Linked DNA regions of Hordeum vulgare: region 2 is linked to region 1. The links are chromatin contacts, called in public Hi-C maps. All regions are on one chromosome and are shown on one strand. Each heading gives the region's core, a stretch centred on a gene start, on an enhancer-like site or on the middle of the called end of the contact. The rest is flanking DNA. Distances are from core to core; before and after follow the strand shown. Region 1 has its middle 28 kb from the start of LOC123407689. Region 2 has its middle 56 kb from the start of LOC123409271.

What was found. A called contact is a pair of places that touch in the nucleus more often than the background predicts.
Region 2: a contact with region 1 is called in a Hi-C map of leaf, with 4 times the contacts expected there. The contact joins two enhancer-like sites. A contact is called at or near these places in 2 of 6 Hi-C or Micro-C datasets (leaf and seedling).

What each region holds. Positions count from the first base shown.
Region 1 is chr7H:548,869,565-548,874,912 of MorexV3_pseudomolecules_assembly, reverse strand. No RefSeq gene overlaps it. Among protein-coding and RNA genes, the nearest start is that of LOC123407689, 28 kb to the right of the region's middle. Within about 2 kb of position 2,097, at least 1 of the 3 cell types and tissues checked has open chromatin away from gene starts, as enhancers often do. A contact at or near this core is called in leaf, where this site is marked.
Region 2 is chr7H:549,298,984-549,304,331 of MorexV3_pseudomolecules_assembly, reverse strand. No RefSeq gene overlaps it. Among protein-coding and RNA genes, the nearest start is that of LOC123409271, 56 kb to the right of the region's middle. Within about 2 kb of position 2,876, at least 3 of the 3 cell types and tissues checked have open chromatin away from gene starts, as enhancers often do. A contact at or near this core is called in leaf, where this site is marked.

The sequences.
Region 1 (5,348 bases), core at 848-3,347:
TTTTGTTGTATTCATGATAATTTGGAATGAACGTTTCTCAATATAGGATGAACATTTTAAAGTATGCTATGAGCATTGTTCAAATATGCGATGAACATTTCTCAAGTGCGAGATGAACATCTTCTAACATGGGTGAAAATTTTCAAATGTACATAAACACTTTTTAATATGTGACTAACATTTTTCAAATACGATATGAGAATTTCTAAAATATGTGGTAAACATTTAAAATACTATAAACATTTTTACAGGACCAACATTCTTTTCAAATTTGTAACGGACATTTTTATAGCAGGACTGTGGACATTTTTCATTTTCTGTATTTTAACTTATTTTAGTTTTTTTAAACTCTGAAATAAATGGTTCCAAGGTTTTTTTTTTTTTTGCTAAATCTAGGACATGGGTCTGGCCCGTTCACTCCCGCCTGTGGACGTTACCTCCTATCTGGCGGCCTACGGCGGAATATATGGTCAAGTTTTTTCTTGCGGCCCACCACAAATACTAAAAAAATCATTTAGTCGTCATGTCTCCGTGCTCAATCTTACCAGGGTCGATCACTGAATGAGGCACTGGGAACAACAGGTTCAGGTAAGATGTAATCCCTTTTTTGTCAGACTATGCTGGCGGCGAACAACTGCAACGGGGCACTGAGAGCAAAGAATTCAGGTATGCTCCCTCCTCTCGTTGTATCTTTTCGTTTTCTGCATCTTGATCTGATTTTTACATGTTACTACTGGGTTTTTTCATTTGTGAGACCATGTGTGCCGTTCTAACTTGACAAAACCTTTTTTTTTCGGTTAAGAAGGATTAAGCCTCTAGGAGATGGGTGAACTCATTGCTACTGGTCCAGGTGATTCGCCTACTCGATGTTCGGTAGTTCCTACTCCACATGATTTTGCAAGAAAAAAAATTACACAGCATATTTGAATGTGAAGTCCCCACTCCATAAGATTTGGGAAATGACTCAAAACATGCGACTGATAAGGATGAGTGCGTCCGCTGTTTTCATAGCCGTCGGATCTGATTTAAATCAGATGGCTCGAAAACAATGTATTACGTAGACTAAATTTTGCAACTGAGTAGTTGTTGCAATCTTTCCCACCGAAACAACTGGTGTGCTACGGGATCTGGATCCCCCGCCTCCCATGCTCCTCCCGAGCTCCCCATCAAGCCAAAGCCCCCACGCACTGCTTCGATTGTCGTCGCCAGCAAACACGCCAATGAGGCCACCGACAAAAAAATAAAAAAAATGTTCGTTAAATCAAAAAAAGTTTGATAAATCAAAAAACTGTCCGTGAATAATAAGAATTATTCCACCGATTTCCAAAAATGTTCGTCGATTCTAGAAATGTTCTCCGATTCAAGAAAATTGTTGTAAAAGACTTTTCATAATTTGAAAAAAATGTTTGCATACAGTATAAAATATTCTTGATTTTAGAAAAATGTCCGAAAATTAGTATAAGTATTCACGAATTTGAAAAATGTTCGTGATTTTAAATATGTTCACGAGTTTAAAAAAATATCCATGATTTAAAAAAATATGATTTGTAGTATTAAAAGTGATAGTGTATCTCGGTGATGCAACAAAATATGGTCATAATGATTGAACATTATGAAAAAAAATCTTTCATTGCAATGTACGGTCCTTTTTGCTAGTTATAATTAAATTAAATATTTGATTTCTAAATATTGTATACCTCCTCAGTCCCAAAATAAGTGTCTTAAATTTATACTAACCTTAGTACAAAGTTATACTAAGGTTAAGACATTTATTTTGAAACGGAGGAAGTACAATATAAATTTAATTCCTAATTGTAAATATGTGAGATAGGTGCTTGCTTCATGTTAAACGAACTTTAGGCACGTAATATGCATGCATGGTCGTTTGCATAATGAAAGCGTGAATACCTCATTTGCAGGGTCCTATAAATTGAGCTGGTGTCCAGCCTCAATCTGAAGATAAGATTTGTCCATGTAGTGGTATAGAAAATGACATATAGAAAATGACATGTTTTGTATCTGTCATCTATGAGTTAGGATATTAGAGGATAACTGACATGTCACACCAAATCCACTCGTACACCTTTGAACATATTACTCCTTCGTCGGGTTACTGCTGTGATGGGTGTGTCTCTGTCACCGCTAAGGCTGGCCAACCCACCAACAATGTAATCGCTCATGGCATCTGTGTTGAAGTCGCCATCGTCGATGAAGTGTGATGTGAGGCATTAGGAGAAATTGCTATCACCGAGCTTAGAAACCAACAAGCGCACGGATGCCAAGCCCAATAACGCAGGACATGCCCCTGACCGGCCCGATGATGCCGAATGCGCTTCCAAGGTCATGTAGGTGGTTCGGACCAGCGTTGGCCTTCCTATCTACGGTTGGCCTCCCCTTTCTATCTTGGTGGTTCTGACCAGCGTTGGCCTCCTCATCTACGGTTCCGGATCCGGTGGCTATGGGATCGCTCAGCTTCAGGTTAGGGAGAGATCACTGCTCGGCTTGCCGGTGCTGGCAGCAACGACACTCGCGGATGTCGTTTTCTTCTTGGAGGCGCTGCCAAGGTCTTCAGCTAAGCCCCTCTTTGATTTCAGGGGAAACCCTAGGTCCGGGTTCCCCGGACCGGATAGTGACGATGTCTCGACGTCGTATTGCTTCCTCACGGCACTATCTTGTCGCTCGCGGTGTCCTCGGTTTTGGCTCGATGTTGGAGTTTCTGTTGGTTTGGCATCGCCGCTTTCGGTTTGGGTTTGGTTGGTTTTGTTGTGTTGTATCCTCTTTACGGGCTGAGCTACCCTTGTCTCTCTGCTCCGGGCACCATGTTCACGTCTATCCACGTCTGTGTCATGTGTTGTATCTCTATATACTCTTTCTACTTCTTTTATCAATGAAATGATATGCAAGTATTGCGTATTCGTGAAAAAGGTCATGTAGGTAGATGTATTCGGTATTTGTGATGCACCCAGTGTCGAGTATTGCGTTCCTCGTGCCGAACGTGGGTACATCTACTCCAAGTCAACTTGCTAACTTCTCTGATTCTGAGGCGTACCAACCAAGTCTTCAATCACGCCTAGCATCCTCGAATGGCGCTGGGTCGGTGCGTCAATTGATGTGGTCGGTGGCTCACAAGCTACAATAGTTGCACGGCACATCGTGGCTCACAACTCCTCGTTGCTGCAGGAGTTGTAGTAGGACAAGTTCCGACGGTAGCAAGTGGCAACTAGTGTACCGCGTCGCTTGGATCACCTTTTCGAGGGAAGCTCTGACTAGACAGACTACGTACGTACCCTCTGTGTAATGTCAAGTCCCTCATTTGTGAGAGAGTCTCCCAAAAAATAATGTGTGTGTGCGCGCACGTTGGATGGGCACATTGCGAGATCACCCAAGGAAAGCATGTCACCCATTTGTGCATTATTCTCTTTTCTAGTACATGCTCGACAATATTACTATACTTCATAATTGCTTTGCCACCACGGTAATTCAAAGATAAATAAATCCAACAACTTTCTAAATTTTCCTTTGCAAATGACATAGTTCAAATTAAAATTGAAATTTTGAACATGGCAAGCATCAAACAACATACAAAAGTGATCACAAATTCTAGGACATAGCTCATGGCAAAATCACAAAACATACTGTATAGTTTATTTTTGGAAGACAGCAGGAGATCTGCTGCGATTCTATTAAGAAGGAAGTGGCCGACGACCAAGGTACAATAGTTAAGCAAATAACATCAAAAAAGAAAGAAAAAGAAGACTACTATTGCCCGCTTTGCAAGGCAACAAGGGGGTGGGGGTGGCCCCCAAAAAATGTTTTCAGCCTGGATCAAAAACAATTGGGCAGCCAGCAAGCTTTCAAGCTGCAGCTTCATCTTTAATGCGTGTGAGCAATGTGTTTATTGGGAGCTCTTTCTTTTGGAAAACCCTACGGTTGCGCTCGAGCCAAAGCTCCCAACAGATCAGTATTGCAAGGGCCCGTGTCCCTTTCTTCCTTCGTGCGTCGAAATCAGCACTGCTTAGAGCCTGAAACCAGTCGTGTAGTGGTCGGTCAGCCGGCCAGGAAGCAGGCTGTAAGGATGGTCAGTTTGTGTAGACAGCCATTTGCACCCAAATCTTTGTCGACCAAGAGCACTCAGAGAAGAGATGTGTGGCCGTCTCCAGGCATCACATGCATAGAGGGCAGAAATAGTTATTGTCCCATCCTCTCAGAAGTAACACGTCTGCAGTGAGGATCTTCCTTTGCATGGCCATCCACAAAAAAATCTTGCATTTGGGTGGCGCCCAAGTCCGCCAGATCGAGGAGTATAGATTGTAGTTGATCATACCCTCAAATTGGAAAAGGTAAGCAGATCTTGCAGTGTATGCACCATCAGTTGTTAGCTTACAAGTGATTGAGTCTCTGATCATCGTGCTTAGCTGAGTTTGATTCAGCAAAGTGGATAGGTTAATAAGTTCATCAATCATATCATTCTGCCAGTTGCGCTGGAGGTCATTGATCCAATTATCTCTCAAGAGCGCATCATAGACGGTTCTGCCTTTCCTTGTAGAGCCTGCAAACAAATTAGGTGCGATTTCTCTTGGTGCCATCCCCTGTAGCCAAGCATCCTTCCAGAAAAGAGCTGTTTTCCCATCGCCTACGGTCACAATAGTGGCCCCAGCGAAAATGGCGAAGTCTCTGTCATCACATGGTCCTCCTGCGCCAACAGTCGGGATGTTGGCATCGGTCCATCGCAGCCATATCCATCTTAATCTCAGTGCACGAGCAAACTTCTCCATGTCATGAAGTCCAAGACCTCCAAGTCGTTTTGGGGGACATACGATATCCCATCTAACTCGGCATTGTCCTCCATTGCATTTTTCTTCGGCACACCAAAACCAAGCTCTTGTGCGCTGATCAAACCATTTTAGTAGCCATCTTAGAGGTTTATGCGATGAGAGCATGTAGACAAGCAGGGACTGAAGAACCGATTTTGCCAGGATTAGCCTATCTCCCTTGGACATTAGCTTGCCTTTCCAACCGGCCATTCTATTGTCAAATTTGGACATGATGTTGAGGTAGTGGATTTTTTGAAGTTTCTTGATAGAAAGCGCCATCCCAAGGTAGGTTGAGGGAAAAACTCCAATTGGTATCCCCAGTGGCAGCAACACTTGCTGTAGGTTAAGGCCATCACAACGAATTGGAAACGCAACACTTTTCGCAAAGTTTGTACGGAGGCCAGTTACCTCCTGGAAAGTCTGTAGGATCAATCCAACCGAGATCATGTCCTCGTGAACCGGGTTGACAAAGAGTGTCAGGTCGTCAGCGTACAGCGATGTTCTCATTGTGGTTGTCCGTCCCCGAAACGGTGA
Region 2 (5,348 bases), core at 1,627-4,126, 430 kb before region 1:
AGTCCATCACAAACTACCACACGCTGCGTCGGAAACCTCGACCGTGGGAAACCCGCGATCTCCTCATATTACCAATGGAAAACCTCAACCTTGAGATAGACCAAAGTATCATCGGAATCCCTGACACAAGGCATTCAAGAAAGGTAAAAAAAATCCAACAAGGTCGTCCGAGGTGTCGACGATCCCAATAGGAGCCGCGTATCTCATTTTCAGGACACGATGGATAAGCACAACGTACAATGGCCTGATAGACATCACCCGAGTTGTCCCGGGTTGGCCCCGCACAGGGCTCTATTTAGGACCAGCACCATCAGCACTCGCCCTCCCTATATTATGTTGATTTATCCACAGGTGCGCTAACTCCCTATGCGTTACTAACGGTGTTCAATATTATTATGTTGGGAAAATATAGTACCAATGTTGAGCCTTGCCGGAAGAGTTTGATCCCAAAAGAAAAATCAAGGGGGTCCCCATAACAACCCCAAGCATGTTAGGAGCGCTCATTTATGGAAAATAACACCGGTAGCCAAAACTAAGGTGGCAAAAGCGAAGGAAAACACCCAGCCAGAAGACCAAGCCTTTTGACTTTTACCAAGTATACAGGTGCATTAAATGAAATAGTAATAATATGGTGATATAACAAGAAACCCATGTTTTCACATGGAAGCAAATGCACCTGCAACTAGCAACGCTATCAAAAGGATGAGCAATCGGTAACATAATCAAATAGTGGTTTGCTGGGTTGTGGAAGGATTGGAAGTTTTTCATGGCAATGTTGGGAGGCTGACATTTAAGTGGTACGCAGTGAGACATAGCGAAAGAAACGAGACAACTAGCATGACAATGATAGTAATGGTATCTAGAGAAATGATTGTCTTGCATGTGATCTTGCTTGGAAGAAGAACAAATCCGTGAAGGAGACAAACCAACGTAGTCAAACGAATCTGTGAAGCAGACGAACCAATGTAGGCGAACGAATCATCACAATCTGACACGCTTGCGGAACTCTATCGAGAAGAAACAATCCGGAACAACAACCAACACCCGATAACACCACACATATTCATGTAAAGATGAACAATCAAATATGATCCATGTCCATTTAATTATGCACGACGCAACAAAACATAACAATTTATTACTAGACATTAAATGAATCTCAATATGCAACTCGTTGCATATTGATGAAACTCCACATTTTAGTTACTCAGTTCACTACCGTTTAGGTACTCAAAAATATTAAATGTTGTTAAACATGGCTAGAGGTGAAGCATAAATAAACTACACTAGCTAGGCATTTTAAATGAGGTCAGAAACAACCTATAGCATTTTCGAAACGACCCCACATGTTAATTTCGAAATATGTCCAGATCTGAACTAAACACATTTTTTATTTGTTAAACATTAAAATGAAGTAGACCATATGATTCTACACGTCATTCTAATCGATTTACATATATATATCATCTAAAATGGAGCTATAATTTAAAATATTTGAGCAACACAAGATGATATGCTACGAATATAAAATGCATGCAAATGGCAATCACAACATATTAATGATGGATGCAACAAGATAATATGAGACTACATGAAATACTAAGCAAGTTTAAATGAGGCCGGAACAACGAATAGAATTCTGAAAAGTCTCCATATGTAATTTTGAATTTGCTATAGATCTTTCTAAACACAATTTTAGAGTTGTTAAATAGGAAGATAAACGTCACCATGTTATTATACGCATTTTTCTAGCCAAGTTACATATGTGAAACATTTTTAATCGGAGCTACGGTTAATTAGTTATGAGACAAACTGTTTCTAACATGGAAAATAATGCAAATTAGATGAAATAGAAAGTTAAACATTTTAAACACATGTGAGACTTGGATATTGCAAAACTAAACATAATTCGAAGCAGGTTTCATGTATGAAGTTTTTAAATTTGAAGCACACTTAATTGGCTATGGACTAAATCATTTTAATATGTCATCACGCAAATCGATGCAAACAGAACATTTAATTATTCTTAACATGCACGAAAGTTGGAAATTATTAATCTACATGAAGTTCTAAATATTTTACATATTCAAATCATTTATATCCGATGCGTGGTTGAAGAATTATTATCATTTTAAAATGTGCATTTTTCTGTAATTTATTAAATGTCCAAGATTAAATGTTAAATTTTCACCGCAGGGAAAATGTTTATGGGCCGAATTTGTCCACTAGCCTAAATAAAGTAGCGAGCGCAAGTTAGCAGAACACCGCACGGGCGTAGGGTAAGCAGATGGCGCTCTCCAGGCCATCGAGCCGGAAGCGGAGGCTGGGCCATGATGGGGTTGATGGAGAGGAGGTCATGGTAGGCGGCCGGGCCTTGGCGCGGCCTACGATGCTGCTAGAGGCGGGCCTCGCATCGTTGTGGCCGAGGGCGAGCGAGCGGTTAGCGCTGTGCGTCTCCTCGCTCATGCTCCCACAAGAGAGCAGAGGCCATAGCGACGCTGGGGGATTCCGGTGACGTGGGGAAGGCGTGGATGCGCGATTTCATGGGGGTCCGACCGGATCTGAACGGATCCAGGCACGAGGGATCCATTGCCGGCGGCGGCTGACAGATCCGAGCAAGCGTGGAGCAGATCGGGCGGCGGCCATGGTTGGTCTTCTCCCTGTCCATTTGGAGGAGAGCGGGGTAGAGGATAAGACAGAGAGATAGAACGGGGGGAGGAGAGAAGTTGTGCGTGGGGTGACCGGCCTGGGCAAAGTCCAGCGAGGTGAGGTTGAGGCGGCGACGAGGTTGGGCGAGGCCCTGGCTCGGGCAGCACTCGAGATCCAGGCACGGGAGGCTCCTGGGCGAAGGCGGTGGTTCGGGCCCCGGGCGGGCCTGTGATGGGCTCTACAGGGCCGCACTGGCTGGGGCGCTGCAGGGTCGACGATTTGAGGATGAGGAAGGTGGAGGTCCATTTTTGGAATGGGGGCATCCTTATATAGTAGGGGGTGCTAGGGCTAGGGTTTTTGTCCATTTTCAGACCGTCTAATCTCGATTGGGCGGTCCGAAATGGAGGGGTAGGCCAGGTGGGTTTACGTGGCCTGTGTGGAGGTGTTGGGCTGCGATGAGAGGGAAATAAGTAGCCCGACAACAATTTAGAACACCGAAAATGTCTGCGGTTTGACCGGCTATAGTGCCGCTATAGGTTTAACGGTTCAGGTATCAAACTACCTTCGATCGCGATGAAATTTGGCATGCGGCCTAACTACACTAAAGTAAGACCGCACGCCAAGTTTCAACCCAATCCGAGAAATTTTTATACACACTTTTAAAAACAATAATTTTAACGATTTCGTGGGCGCGTGCGTGTATGGTTGGTCTCGAAACGGTCAACGACAAAAATGAAGGGAACCGGCAACTAACAACGGATGCATGTTTGAAACTGACGGCAACATAGTGCCGATGCAATGCGGATAATGTGAATGATGCAATGCTGAATGCAACAACCAAACAAATCACACGATGACAATGGAATAAAAGAGGAATCTTCTGAAGCGTCGGTTCCTGGCTATTACAACTCTCCTTATACTAACAAGAGATCTTGACCCAAAATCTAAGAATGAAAGGGGGAAGAGGAAGAGGAAAGAAGAGGTAAAACTTTGTTGCTTCTTTGACAAATGAGTGAAACCAATGAATCTTGGGGGTTGCAAAGAGATGAAGAATGACATGGGGAACAACCAATAATTCAAAAGAAATTTCGACACCACTTCAGTAGGAAATAGAGGCAAAATTTGATGAGATGAAGAGAATAAGATGAAAGGACACAACACTCTCGTTAGTTGAACAAGCAAGGGAATAACAAGATCTTGACAAAACTAGATTATGAATGAAAGAGAGCAACATCACCATGCCTCACGTACAAGGAATAGAAACTAGATCATTGGAAAGAAAAGAATAGAGACGAAAATGATAACTTGCACCACAATTGAATTGAAACACCCTTATGAAGAAGAATTGAACGGAGTTGTTCGAAAATCAACAACGAAAAGAACATACTTGTTGTAGTCTTATGGAAACTATTTCAAAATTATGAGGTGACAACCAGCCACTAACATAAGCAATTGATTGCTTGATAGCAACAAGAGAGGCAAACTTCTTTCACCAAGAGGATACATTGAGAACTTGGATTAATGACAAGCACCATGATAGCAACATTCCTTAGGAAAAGCTTTAGGTGAAATCTAAACCAAGGTAGCTCAATCGAAGAAAAGATGGGTTAAAAATATCTCATGACTGAAGAAATTGGTGGGTTTAAATATCCCATTCTTGAAACAAATTCTCTTCGAGAATTCTCAAGAATCAAAATGATATAACACTACCTCAAGGAATAAAGGAGGAAGAACTGCACTTTGAAATGCAAGAGAAAGAACACTTGAGGTTCTCCAACAAGAATCTTGAAGAACACCTTGAGAATGAATTAAATCCTTGAAGAACCCTTGGAAGAACTGCGGGATGAAAGGATCACAGAAAAGAATTGAAGGTTGCAAAAGAATAAGATTAAGGCCTTTCCATGATTTAGATGAAGCTTGGTGATGAGATACCTGAGAAGACTTGGAACTCCGGAAAAGAAAATATGAAGCACTTGGGATAAATAATTTCATAACATGAACAAGTTTGGAAGAAGAACTGAAATCACCTTGAAGAAACAAGAATAAGAATTATGTTATGCTTATCCTTCATCAAGTTAAATTTATGACAAGCAAAATGTTTAAAATACCACTTATTCTTCTTGAAAAGATTGGAGAGAGACATAGAGCACACCTTGAATAAGTCTTGGAAGATACACCGGTATGAATTTGTGGAACGGAAGAAGATCGGGAAGCTTGGGAGCCAAGGCAGGGGAGCCTCAGGGGCCCCACAAGCCCCCACCTCGCGGCTAGGGGGAGGCCGCGCCATCCAGGCTTGTGGGCCCCCTGGACGCCCTTTTCCCTAGATCTTTCGCCTATATATTCCCATAAATTCCAGAAAAAATCCGGAGATCATCGAAAGTACTTTTCCGCCGCCGCAAGCTTCTGTCTCCGCAAGATCCCATCCGGGGCACGTTCTGGTGCCCTGCCGGAGGGGGGATTCGGACATGGAGGGCTTCTTCATCAACACCATGACCTCTCCGATGATGCGTGAGTAGTTCACCATAGACCTACGGGTCCATAGCTAGTAACTAGGTGGCTTCTTCTCTCTCTTGGATCTTCAATACAAAGTTCTCCATGATCTTCATGGAGATCTATCCGATGTAATCTTATTTTGTGGTGTGTTTGTCGAGATCTGATGAATTGTGGATTTATGATCAGATTATCTATGAATCTTATTT